Linked DNA regions of Zea mays: all the other regions are linked to region 1. Evidence: chromatin contacts called from public Hi-C data. All regions are on one chromosome and are shown on one strand. Each heading gives the region's core, a stretch centred on a gene start, on an enhancer-like site or on the middle of the called end of the contact. The rest is flanking DNA. Distances are from core to core; before and after follow the strand shown. Region 1 holds the start of LOC103635582 (cytosolic endo-beta-N-acetylglucosaminidase 1). Region 2 holds the start of LOC100192800. Region 3 holds the start of LOC100194348 (putative oxidoreductase, aldo/keto reductase family protein). Region 4 holds the start of LOC100277784.

The links. Hi-C and Micro-C count contacts between places; a contact is called where the count stands out from the background.
Region 2: a contact with region 1 is called in a Hi-C map of leaf, with 4 times the contacts expected there. The contact joins the promoter of LOC100192800 here to the promoter of LOC103635582 in region 1. A contact is called at or near these places in 8 of 25 Hi-C or Micro-C datasets (bundle sheath, ear, endosperm and 2 more).
Region 3: a contact with region 1 is called in a Hi-C map of ear, with 4 times the contacts expected there. The contact joins the promoter of LOC100194348 here to the promoter of LOC103635582 in region 1. A contact is called at or near these places in 6 of 25 Hi-C or Micro-C datasets (bundle sheath, ear, leaf and 1 more).
Region 4: a Hi-C map of bundle sheath shows a contact between it and region 1, with 2.1 times the contacts expected there. The contact joins the promoter of LOC100277784 here to the promoter of LOC103635582 in region 1. A contact is called at or near these places in 4 of 25 Hi-C or Micro-C datasets (bundle sheath, ear, leaf and 1 more).

Annotation. Positions count from the first base shown.
Region 1 is chr8:97,152,872-97,156,049 of Zm-B73-REFERENCE-NAM-5.0, reverse strand. LOC103635582 (cytosolic endo-beta-N-acetylglucosaminidase 1) reads left to right here and starts at 1,444. Exons shown (of 11, transcript XM_008657996.2): 1 at 1,444-2,033; 2 at 2,125-2,262; 3 at 2,339-2,448; 4 at 2,562-2,673; 5 at 2,767-2,874. The coding sequence starts at 1,554.
Region 2 is chr8:97,382,403-97,385,580 of Zm-B73-REFERENCE-NAM-5.0, reverse strand. It overlaps LOC100192800, which reads left to right and starts at 1,682. Exons shown (of 8, transcript NM_001358559.1): 1 at 1,682-1,982. The coding sequence starts at 1,825.
Region 3 is chr8:97,362,997-97,366,174 of Zm-B73-REFERENCE-NAM-5.0, reverse strand. LOC100194348 (putative oxidoreductase, aldo/keto reductase family protein) reads right to left here and starts at 1,493. Exons shown (of 7, transcript NM_001139383.1): 1 at 1,268-1,493; 2 at 791-841. The coding sequence starts at 1,378.
Region 4 is chr8:97,305,701-97,308,878 of Zm-B73-REFERENCE-NAM-5.0, reverse strand. LOC100277784 reads right to left here and starts at 1,698. Exons shown (of 1, transcript NM_001151265.2): 1 at 998-1,698. The coding sequence starts at 1,644. The coding sequence ends at 1,354. It overlaps LOC100276424 (CASP-like protein 5B2), which reads left to right. Exons shown (of 3, transcript NM_001150221.3): 3 at 1-367. The coding sequence ends at 173.

The DNA.
Region 1 (3,178 bases), core at 195-2,694:
ATGGAAGAGGTTTTGCATCCATTTTTATTCCTACTCCTAGGGACTCTGTCCTCGTTCAACCCATCGACAACTCATGAAAATTGATCACTATTATGTCGCTTTTCAATTTTGGTTCAGCCCATCGACAAAGAGTATTTGCTTTTACGCCCCGTTTATTGGAATTGAACTCCATTCTAATAATAGTAATTTAGAAATATATCAATTAAGCTAATTTAGTTTTATACAAAATATATTTGTATACTATTATTAGCAAAATGTCGGAGATATTTATGTGTTACATTTTTACTATAGAGGAGTGAGTCGACGAGTGTCTTGTAAGTTACAGAGTAGAAACAAATTCTACTTATCCATAAAATCATTTCCCATCCTGCATCCCATGAATTTGAGATATACTTATATCTGAACTTTGGAAGTGGTGGAATGTTAAATTCCAAGCTAGATAGGTTACTTTATTAGGTGAATTCCAATTTCTCTAAAATGAAGGGATGCAAACACCTTATTATAGAAAATCGAAATCAGAATTTTAGTTGCTAGTAAGACTCATATGTTCACCAGAATACAGACCCTTCGACGAATTAGGTCAAAAGGCTAAGACTCATAATAAATTCGTAAATAAAAATGGTAAAAAGGAGCGATTTTAGAGTCTGTTTGGTTTGTTGCCTCACTTGCCACAATTTATCACGTTTAAGGTTAGATAAGTTTGACCGAGTTTGACATGTGTTTGGTTTATAGCCACAATTATGACAAGATTTTTCTTCTACCGCGTTAGCGCCTAACCTTAGATTGATGTGGCAAAAAATATTTGGTAATTTTTGGCGCTTTAGGCCTTGTTTGGGAGAGCTACACTTCAAGAATTTCTAGTTTATTTCAGCTTCTTCTATCAAACATGTTCATCTCCATGAGCGTTAGCTTAAAAAAACTGAAACTAGAGGCAAGTTTCATGAAATTTTTAAAGCTCCCCAAATGACGCTTCAAAAACACTATTTTTTATACCTCCTCATAAAGTTGCACAAAAAATACCCATCATGCTATTGGTTACATGACCTAGTGATTCATGTCTCTTCCTCCACTCTCTAAACATCAAGGGTAATTAAGAAAATTCACACAAATTAATTGTATTACAGAAGCTGGAGTCTACGTACAAGCCAAACACTCTTGAAACCCGCTTTACCAATCTGTTGAGATTGTTTTATGTTGAAGCTAGGAAACTGAAGCTACAATTCTTGAAGTGAAATCTTCCCAAATAGAGCCTTAAAGTATACCACCAAACAGCTCCTTAGTCCACCATAATAGGTCCGGCCCAAAGAAATGGTTTGAAAGCCCAATTGAGAAGGAAAAAAAGGAATTCCAACAAAAATTCAAATCCCAGGCTGCGGGCTGTCAGCTGGCCCAAGAGTCAGCAGAAGTCAACGATATGCCCACGGGCGGCCACACGATCACACGCTGCCACTTGCCCACTTCCAGGCTTCCAGCTCCAGCTGCGGAATTACTGCCTTCCCTTTCCCTTTGCCCGCACTCAAGGGAGCGAGGTACCATCAACGCCGGGCCGGCGCATGCCCGTCTCTCCGCGCCGCCACCTCCGCCGTATTGCCCGTCGTGTCCGAGCCATGCTTCCCTTCGCCGCGGAGCCGGAGGTGTCCGACGGAGACGCTGCCGCGGGCGCCGACCGCCGCGCGTGGGAGCCGCCCTTCGACGCGTCCTCGCCCGCGCCGCCCATGTCCTACCCGATCACGGGCCTCGCCGCGCTCGCCTCTCGCGCTTACCTGTCCGCCGAAGCCAACTTCCACCTCCCCTTCAACAGGGCTTCCGTTCCCGCGCCAGCCTCGCCGCTCCCGCAGCGCCGCCGCGTCCTCGTCTGCCACGACATGGAAGGCGGATACCGCAACGACGCGGCACCGCAGGGCGGGGACAAGCCGGACGCCTACGCGCTCTGGCACTGGCACCTCGTCGACGTCTTCGTCTACTTCTCGCACTACCTCGTCACGCTCCCGCCACCCTGCTGGATCAACGCCGCCCACCTTCACGGCGTCAAGGTTTTGGAATTGTTTCTACTCCGTTTGCTTCGGCTCTTGACTCACTCAGCTCAACTGAACTTGCTTTTATCTCTCTTATCTTTGTACCAAGGTTTTAGGGACGTTCATCGCGGAGTGGGATGAGGGCGTGAAGATTTGCAAGGAGATGCTCGCGACCGAGGCTTCTGCACAGATGTATGCGGAAAGGCTCACAGAGCTGGCTCATACCTTGGGATTTGATGGTTGGCTGGTAATTTCTGTTATGCCATCTTGTGATTGCTGGATACATGCCTGCTGCTAAATGCTAATATTGAATCGTCTTTCAGATTAACATTGAGGTCAATCTTGACGTTCACTTCATCGATAACCTGAAAGAGTTCGTCAAGCATCTAACCATGACAATGCACGATGCAGTTCCTGGCTCTTTAGTCATATGGTGGTGTTTATTTTTCCTACTGTGTTGTATTGTAACTATGAAAATCACAGGCTGTAGTTATCATTTATGAAGCTTGGTTGATGATGCTTGTTGGCTTTTACTTGCCTCTGCAGGTATGACGCAATCACTGTGAATGGTGACCTTGATTGGCAGGATAAGCTCAACAAGTACAATAAGCCATTCTTTGATGTATGTGATGGGCTATTTTCTAACTATACATGGAAGGTAGTCCTCTCTTGTTATTTTATTTTCCCTGCAACTCTGTGGAGTCACTTAAAATTGTAAGTAATGCTGCTGAAATTGGCATCGCAACCTCAGGAAAATGACCCACAAGATTCAGCTACAGTTGCTGGCGACAGAAAATATGATGTATACATGGGTATTGATGTTTTTGGACGAAATACATTTGGTGGTGGTCAATGGACTGTATGTGTTCTCTGCTTTTATTCAATTCAGATAGTGCATTCTTACTAACAAAACTCTTGTAGCCTTAACTAATTGTTACTGAAAACTTAAACTGTAATCATCCTAGTTGCTTCGGAAATATGGAAGCACCATAATGCTTGTGTGTTTGAGCGTGCTAGGCCTAACATAGAAGTGCTACTACATTCAGTTGCAAAGCCTTGCGGTGCTGGGCGATGGCCTCCACATTGCATAAACTCTTTGCTAGGTTGCTCGTCCTATATAATTATTTGCCTATCAGTTGTTTTGGTTGGGGCTGTGTGTGTTG
Region 2 (3,178 bases), core at 433-2,932, 230 kb before region 1:
ATACAGCAAAAATAACCTCACTTACGAAGGAGGCACCAACAAACTACCATCTTAACAGACACAAATCTATCATTTGTCAGAAACCAGTTCTCAAAGCTAATCAGATGATATAAACTAAAAAGGAGTAGATTTTCTACAGCGATACCAGTAATAAGAAAAGGCAACATCCATATCTGTTGTCAATATCGAAAAAAGTAGAAGTTTTTTTCCCGGCCAAACACCAAAGGTAAAAGAGTCCCACAACAATACCTGTAGCGAGGAGCATGCCACAAAAAAAAAAACATCACCATAATCACAATAATTATCACCAGCAGGAGTTCATTGCGGCACGGATGAGATCACAGGCATGCGTGGCCTGAGACCACCGCGTCAGCCCAGAAATCCAGGATATTTTATAGAGAGAGAAAAACTTTTTAACCTCTCGTACATAAAGATGAAAAACGCATATAAAACGCATGCAGGTTTCTGGTGTGTTCAGCAAACGGGCGAGTGACTCCAAATTCTAAACGCGACGCTGTGCCTGTGCGTGCGTGTTACAGGGACATGGACGGACAGCGAGGGATCGGGCACTGGTATATACTAGTATACGTTATCGCGATTCGCGATACTGTGCAGGTGGCACGCACGAGCGGTCAACAAATGTGTGATCGAGCCCGAGCACGATGGATCTATCTATCGCACTGGTTTTTTTTTGCATTGCTCTGCCTCCGTGTAAAGAAAGATGTGGCGCACGCGACAAACGTCTTTGACAGCCTGATCTGTCTGATGGTGGTAGGTGGAATCTGCGCTCACAGCCAGAAGGTGACAGCGCCAAAAGCCAGGGAATCCACGCGGGCCGCGCCGCGGCATTTTGGCGCAGCTCTGATCTGCTCACCACGGCGCGGCGCGGCGCGGCGCGACGCGACAGACAGCTCACAGGAGTTTCGTCGCACTGGAACACTTGGCCGCAGCAGCGGGATGCGCGGCCAGCTGGCGATTACTGTCCCATCACCATCAGGGCCTCAGGGGTCTCCGGTTCAGTGCATAGTAGAGCCCGAGACCACACAGACCAGAGAGTCAGACGGAAGAAAGGCCGTTCAACGTTCTCCCAAAGTCTGTAGCTAGCTAGTAGAAAACTTCGCTGACTCTGATGCCACAGGATATCTGCACCGTGCGCGCAAATGTGCATCACCATCATAAATTCATCCCGCGTTGGTTCAAGCCTTCCGGCACACAGTTGACCGTCCACTGTTAACAGGAGTACGTATAAGGCTAGCGAACGGGACAGGAGCCCGTCACAAATGTCTCGCGAAGAAGCAAACGCCAAAAAACGTCATGGCTCGGGTCGGGTTGCAGCCAGCCAGCCAGCCCCACTGTACCAAAAGTCCAGCACATCTTCTCATAAAAAATACTAACAGAGAAGTTTCAGCATAATAGTAGCTTCAAAAGCTCATCATTGTACAGAAGCCCAAAGGTCACACAGCCCACTAGGTCGACCCGGCAAATGGCCGGAAACGCGATCGGCCCACTAAAACCGACCCGGCCTAGCGGCGGCGGCCCACTCCAGTACGCGTACGCCACCACGCGCACGCCACCCTCCAACCCAAGCAATCAGGCGCCGCGCAGAGGTAGTAAGGCAAGGAACGCGGGGCCGCGGCACACGCAAAATTCCCCATCCCCCAAGGAAGCCACGCCCTCGCGCACCAGCGCGACCGGACCACACCGGCACCGCCCGTCTGACCGACGCAACCCAGCCGTCCAGACGCGCCGCCGACCGTCCTTCCACCACCACGCCCGCGCCGTCGCACGCTCCCTAGGGTTCCGCAGGGCCGGGGATCGCCGGAGATGGACTGGAGCGCGGTGACGGCGGAGGACTTGGTGGACGCGCTGCGGGAGGTGGACTGGTCCATGCCGCCGCGGCCTGTCCCGGAGTTCTTCTCCCGCTTCACCGTCCCACGCTCCTACTCCAAGTGGACCAGCCGCCTCAAGTGCAACCTCTACTAGTACGATCCGCCTCCTCTCTCCCTTGACCCCCTCACCGACTCAAGTGCCTAATTGCCTACTGTACCTTTCACTGTCCCCGTCTCGTGCTAATCCACGATCTGCCCAGGACTCGCTTACTGTATTCAATTTGAAGGGTTTCGGTATGATTTTCTGTCATCGATCCATGGATTGGCCACTTCGATTTGGATTTGTGGGCATCTAGTGTCGATTCTGCTGGATCAGGCGCATATTTCAGCCCTTGTTTCATTCTCATGGTTCACATACTGGCATATAATGTCAAGCCTAAGAAAATGTACGCTGCTCATAAGTGTAAGCATTATATTTAGTCCCAGAAAGTCAGGTCGTGGTTAAATGAGTTGCACAGGAGGACACGGTCTGGCTGTGGGTTAGCCGTTTTTAAAATTTTGATTGATGAATTGGTAGTTTCATGATACGGATCATCAGACTGAGTACTCAGTAGCCATCTGTATAGAATTCTGCAGCCTCAGATTGTCTACTGGCTTACATATGCTAGATTAGGGCCCTGTTTGTTTCGGCTTCTGGCAGCCAAACGCGTCGCTTCTCAGCCCGCTTATGTGAGAACCGATTCTTTGAAAATCGCCCAAATCAACGTGAATGCAAAATAAACCGAGTCGACAGGAGGAATCTGCCGCTTCCTAAACCCTAAACTGTACAAACCCCTTTATCTTCCTCCACACCTATGTCCCGGGATATCCGGATTCTTGGGACGTCTAGATTATCTAGGAATTCAGATTATCAGAAAAGTTGTCCCAAACAGGCCCTAGGATATGTTGGAATAAGCTTAATTCTTCCAGATATTTACATATGTTGAGTGGCTTACTCTTGGGGCAAGAAATTTGTGTATGTGCATATAAATTATGCACAAAAGTGTCAGTAACTCGGTATCAATGTTTTAAGGCGTCGCCTAGGCGTCTAGGCGCCCAAAAATCCTAGGCGCCTAGCGCCTTGCTCGCCTAGGCGTCGGCTAGGCATCCAGGCGGCGGTCCAACGCCTTGTCTTGCCTTATGCTTTAAGAACCATGGTCAGTATTAGAGCTTTAACTTTGTGTAGGTCATGTAAAGCATGATACACAAGATTTTTTTTCTTTTTGTTACTCTAGATCTAGACGCATTCAGCTTAGAGAGACGTATAGCGCACTAGCCAACTTAGAAGGTCGCATAGTTTTCATTACTTT
Region 3 (3,178 bases), core at 244-2,743, 210 kb before region 1:
CAGAGCTGGATTGGTGTAGGCCTTAGTTCACTTGTTCAGGGAATTAGTTGAATATCTGAATTTATGGGAATTAGTAGATGACTTGACCCTACAACACTTGGAAGCTCACTTGTTCAGGGCATTAATTATAGAAGTTTCTCGGAATGTTGGTCCACGGCAGTCAACAAAATGGCAAAATGCCTAAGGAGTTGAAGAAAGATCTTAACCCTTTAGTTAGGGTCTGTTTGGTTCGCTACCTAACTTGCCACACTTTGCCTAACTTTTCTGCTTAAGGTTAGTTCTTCAATTCGAACGACTAAACTTAGGCAAAGTGTGACGCAGTTAGCCATGAACCAAACAGGCTCTTATTCTTGTTTCCTCGAAGATTTGGAAGCATAAGAATGTATGTGTGTTTGAGGGGACTAGTCCTGGTTCTGCTGTGCTGAGGTAGAGGAGAGCAGCTTGTGGTATGGTAATAGCACTCCATAAACTGCTCATCAGATGGTGGTTTTGGGCACTTGGTGGTCGTGTAGTGGCAGTTTTCTTTGTGTGGGGGCGCGTTTGTAAGAATAGAGGTCAGCTCCTCCAATGTGTTTGTTCCCTTTTCTTCCTTAATGAAATGACACCTAGGTCTACTGCGTTGTTTGAGAAAAGAGAACAAAGGCTAAGATAAAATAGCATCATTGTTATAGTAACCAAATAATTAGCATCGAGTCATATTCATTTGAGCTGAAACAATAAGGTGATGATGTTGTAAAACTAAACTAAGTCAACATAATATCAGTTACAAATCATGTTGAGTAACTACTACCTCCTCCTCATTGTTGTATGCTGCTGCACAGTCAATATGCCGATACCCAGCCTGTCATAAAACCAACAACAATTTTAGACTGGGATTTTGGTCGAAAAAAAAATTTTAGACTGGGATCCAAGAGATGCAAACAATCCGATGGCAGACCCATGACTTGAGAACACATTTTGAAACAGGAAAAAAGAATCTTCTACCATATTTAAATTAACATTACGATCCAATGGATCATATGAACACTTCGAGGACAAGCCAAAACAGTTCATTCGTAATGGCTAGCTAGGTTATCTGAGGCAACTGCATAACGGAGATTTCCAATTGCAATAAGACCTTACAATCTACAGGATACATGCAAGCTTCGAAAGAAACCGGTAAATCAGATTGTTAACACATAATACAGGCAAGCTTCGAAAGAAAATTTTCGACTGAAAGGGAAAGCAGGAGGGGATCAGACAGAGCAGAGAAAAAAAAAAAAAAGACCTTGACAGCAGCGTAGATGGCGTCGTTGGCAGCGTCAGGTTGTATTTGCCATACGCCAAGCCCAACCGATGGGATCCTCGAGCCGGTACTGAGAACAAAGGATTCAGCCATCTTTAATCAGGGAAACCCGGGAAGATTGGAGAGAAAGCAGAGAAATAGCTATCGGAGAAGAAGCAAGGTTGGGTGGCAGGGTGGGATTGGGGACTGGGCTTGCTCCACCACCTACTACAACAGCAGCAGCACGTCACCGCATCACTCGCTGGCAAATTAGTTAGGCTGAATACAGACCATACATCACGCTAGCTACCAGTACCAACCACACCTCACGTTATCGACTATCGTCCATCATTATTTACCACAACATTAGTACATCCTCGTTAATTAGAGAGTTTCTTGAGATGTCTCCAAGAAATAGGTAAAAAAAAGACGGACTCTTCGCGAAAAGCCGCTCTCTACACAATCTTATTATATCTATACTGTAGTTATGATTTACAGGCTCTAGATTGTATCATTGCAGTTTCTTACAAGTAATTGTTTCTTGTATATAGAAAACCGAGCCAGAAATCTTTAGATCGTACATGTCCTCGGTGTGTCGTTTTTATTGTCCCTTTATGGCCACGCGACTATGATGCTTCAGTCCTACTCCCTTCGTTTTGTTTTAGTTATTACTGGATAGTGCAAAATTGAATTATCCAGCGACAACTAAAAAGAAATGGTGGAAGTTACTCCTAACAGGCTAACAACGTCGTACTTTATCTCTTCTCCGTCAAGTTCCAAACCTTTCTTTGTATGTGTTGAGTGCTGCCGTCGCTCGTCGTCCTCGGGCCTCGGCAGTCGACCGCATGTATAGGTGTACATTTGGGCCGGGTCTGATGGGCCGGCCCGAAGCACGGAAAAAAAGCACGGCCCAGGCACGGCACGACTCGAAATAATTTAGTGTCGGGCCGGCACGACCCGTTATATCGGGCCGGGTTTGGGCCGAGGTCACGGCACATGGGCGGACACGAGCACGGCCCGTTTAAGGCATGCACGAAATGGTCCAAATAGAGACACGTAAAAGCCCATATATTTATTAAAACACACTTCATTCCACACTTTCATATACTTAATAAAGAACACAAAGCTAGAGATAATGCTAGTTAGATGTTTTTTGTAGCTTTGAATTAGAGTGTGTGATGTAATTTTGCTTTTGTTATGAACATTAGACAATGAACTAAACTTACGAACTTTGTATAGAGCTGGTTATACTCTTTTTCCTTCTAACAAAATAATTTATAAACGAGGTAGTCATTGCATAGCTGTGGTAACTTTAATTAATACAAATATTAAGTTTGATTTTGTTCAAATTTATTTGTCTTATCTTTTATTTGTTTTATTATTTTTTTGAATTTAGGGCTCTAATGTGAATTTCGGGCAAAAAACTGAATTTCGGGCCCTAATGTGAATTTCGGGCCAAAAATTGAATTTCGGGCTTTTATAATTTCGGGCCGCCCGAAATGAGCCCGACACGTTTAAGCAATTACGGGCCGGGCCGTGGGCCAAGGGCTAGGCCCATGGGCCGGCCCGGCACGACCCAAAATTCAAACGGGTCGGACCGACCCGAAATTCAAACAATACGGGCCTTTTCGGGCTTGGGCCGGGCCGGGCCGGGCGGCCCGAATATACACCTATAGCCGCATGCTGGCAAACACCCTGATGCTATTCAAACATGCTCTAATTTTTTTTCTTCTTCGCTTCTTATTTTGATTTGATTTTGCTCAATCGTAATGGTAGTCCGGTAGTCCCGATCCCTAAGCCTAGTTTACTAGTTTAGATACGGAGTAATTTCTCTTACTTAGGACTTGTTTGGTTAGCTCTCAATCCATGTGGATTGAGTGAGATTGGATGTGCTTGAATCCCAAACAAGTCAAA
Region 4 (3,178 bases), core at 449-2,948, 150 kb before region 1:
CAAGCTCAGCTGCCGGTGTAGTAATCCTATTTCAAAAGGACGTGCTCTTCTGCAGAAGGTATCCCCAGCTCCCCTGCGGAAAATACGAGCTCGCCACGGCGTTCGCCTTCCTGTCTTGGGCGCTCAGTGCGACATCAGCATTGATCATGTTTTGGCTCCTGGCTGCGTTCTGATTTTGTGTAAAAATTTTGTGACAGCGATGTTCATAGTGCCCACTTCGCTGTTCTCTCATCGCATTCTTTTACGACCATGTCACATATTTAGAGCCACATAGCCCCCCCCCCCCCCCCCCCCCCCCAAAAAAAAGGAATGTTGGGATCATGTAAAGTCCTTGAAGTGAACAGTTACTAATGGAAGAAATTCACTAGATCTCTCCATGTCTGCTGAGTTATATGCCTTTTCTCTATCTTTGATGCAAGGTGACCTCGCACACTGCAAATCAAGCAGGTCTATGTAAACAATCCGAAGCAAGACCTTGGACTTTCAGGGAGTATTTGGTTTGAAAAAACAATTCATTTTAAATGAGATGGTGTATCATGACTCATGAGTTCATCCTCATATATTATTACTAATTCTATTTCACAAATCAAACAATAATCATATTATTACTAGTTCTATTCCACAAATCAAACAATGATAGACTGCCCGTTCCTCAAACCAAGCAAGCTGTTAGTTTTTTTTTTTGATAGAGATGACTTTTATGTTGTGTGATGCATTTCTTTTACTCGAGCAATCGAGCTCAACTAGACAAATGGGCACGTGCTGTTGACAAAACGAAACAAGCTGGCCAATTTCACATCAAGGCCGCCGCGATTGAGATGGTATGCCTTGTTTCTCTGTCCTGTTAATCGCCGAGATCGGACGGCTCGAGAAAAACAAAATGGATGGGCTAGGAGCTGCGTCCAAATAAATTGAGGCACTGTAGATTCTAGTTTATCATGTAGAACCGCTTTTGAAAAGGGATCATGAAATTGTAAATGCACGTACCACCGTTTTGAAAAAAGCATGGATTTCTGAATTAAAATCCATGCGTTTCATCGTTTGCCTGGCATATTTATTCCAACGAATTACACACAGTTTTCACTCCAAGGCACAAAGCCTCTCCTTTTGGAGTACCTCCTGCACCCATCCATCCATTACATTACATTACAGATGACCACAGTAAAAAAAGATGAAGAATTTATGTACACTTACACGCAGCTACTTAGAGGCTAATATTCACAATTACTCAGCATCATCCTCATACTACGTATACCACACGCTCCATCTGCTACGTGAGGCCATGAGCAAACAAACCTTCGCTTGCTTTTCTTTTTTTGCCTCACGGGCGGCTAGCTTCACTTCACGATCGAGTCACGGGTCCGGGGAGACCGGGCGCCGGCGGTGCGACGGGCACCTCATCGGAGAGCGTCGTCGCGCCACGCCGGCTGCACCGGAGCTGGCCGTCGACGTAGTCGTCTGGGATGTCAACAGGTCGCTCGACGTCACCTGCTGGTACCGGGCGGAGTCGGCGCCGCCCGGGAGACGGAAGTAGGACGTCGGCGAGGAGGGCTCGTCGAAGAAGAGGTCGCCGAGGGAGACCCGCCCTTCCTCCTTCCTGTACCGCACGACGGCCCTGTAGATGAACGGGATGAGGCCTTCCATGGCAGGACAAGTCCACGGGCGCGCGCAGCTGGGATTGGGAGACGGGAAGACGATGGAGGGAGAGAGGTGGTGGGCTTTAAAAGGGGAGACAGAGATGCATGACTTGGACACTTGGGGAATGGATAGAGATGGAGACCAAATGGAGTGGTTTGGTTTCTAACTGTACTATCTAATAATATATGTCCTGATAATTAAGATGGTGCTAATGGGATGTTAGAATTCTTGTAACTGTTCTTAGTTGTGGTGCCTGGCTCGTTGTTGTAGGGTTCCAGCTAGGTCCATCCAGGGAGGAGACTTGAACGCAAGGGACGCTCAGTCGTAGAAGGCGAGTTTTACAAGTGGACAGCGACGCGCGGTGGAGTTTCAGTGCAGGGATGTCTTTTTTTCTGAAATTCAACTCTCGGAAGCATACGGCTCACCTACCTGCTGCAAAAGAAAGGGAACCCCAAATGCCGGAATTCGCCGAGCCGACAATGATTGGTTATCCCCACCGCCACCGGAATTCTTTAGGCCTTCCCGGTGGCGTAATCCGTTGGAAATCCCAGCGCCAGCACGGAAGATCCCGGTCCTTCTCGCGTCAGTCCAGCCGACTCTGTCCATCCAGACGTACGCGACGACTTGTCGAGCACTCACTCACTCATTCAGGCGTACCAGAGATGATTAGAGAAAAGGATTATACTGCAGCTCGTGTGGCTGCTGTAGTAACTCGAGCGTGGCTTCGAGATTGACGGTTCCGTTTTTTTTATCTGATCATGCGGGACACGATGGGAGATGCCTGGCGGGCAGGCAGCAGTTCACACCGGCCAGGTCATCTGATGGCAGTCTGCTGGTCGTCGGAGTGCTGTTTATTTATACTATTATGCCTGGTCAGATGCAGGTCATGGTATTGTTTAACAGACATATAGTTTGGATAGGCAGTTTGGCACTGATGTGCGAGTCTCAACTAAAAAGGGTTCAGTTTGGGATCGAAAGATAGGTGTATATATGTCCTCCAGTCCAACAACATAGGTGTAGTAGTGTCAGTCAGTGGCAGCCTGTGAGTGCTCACGTACAGTAGGCTCCAGTTATTAGGCAGCAGGGCCTAGAGTCAGTCAGCCAGCACCTCCACAGCTGGACAGGTAATGGCACTAGAGATGTGGATGCCCCATCCTTGTTACCATAGAGTTCCCATCACGGTTTACAAAACCGTTCTAAGATAAAAACCGTCCATCCCCCACCGGTAACGGTTTACCAACAGTAAACCGGTAAAAACCGACCGGTTTGACCAATTCAAATCAATTTGAATTTGAACCGGTTTACCGGTGAAAAACCGGTGAAAAACCGCTCTAAACCGCCGGTTAATCGCGAAACTAACCGGTTTTTGCTGTTTTTATAGAAAAAAACGAAAAATTTTGACAAGATTTATTTGTAGTTTGCTCAATTCACATTGCACAGTAAATATTAATTAATCTACACGACATGTATTCACCAAAATAACATATAACATACCTATGCAACCACAAACTCCAGTTCTCATGCAACAAACAATCAACGA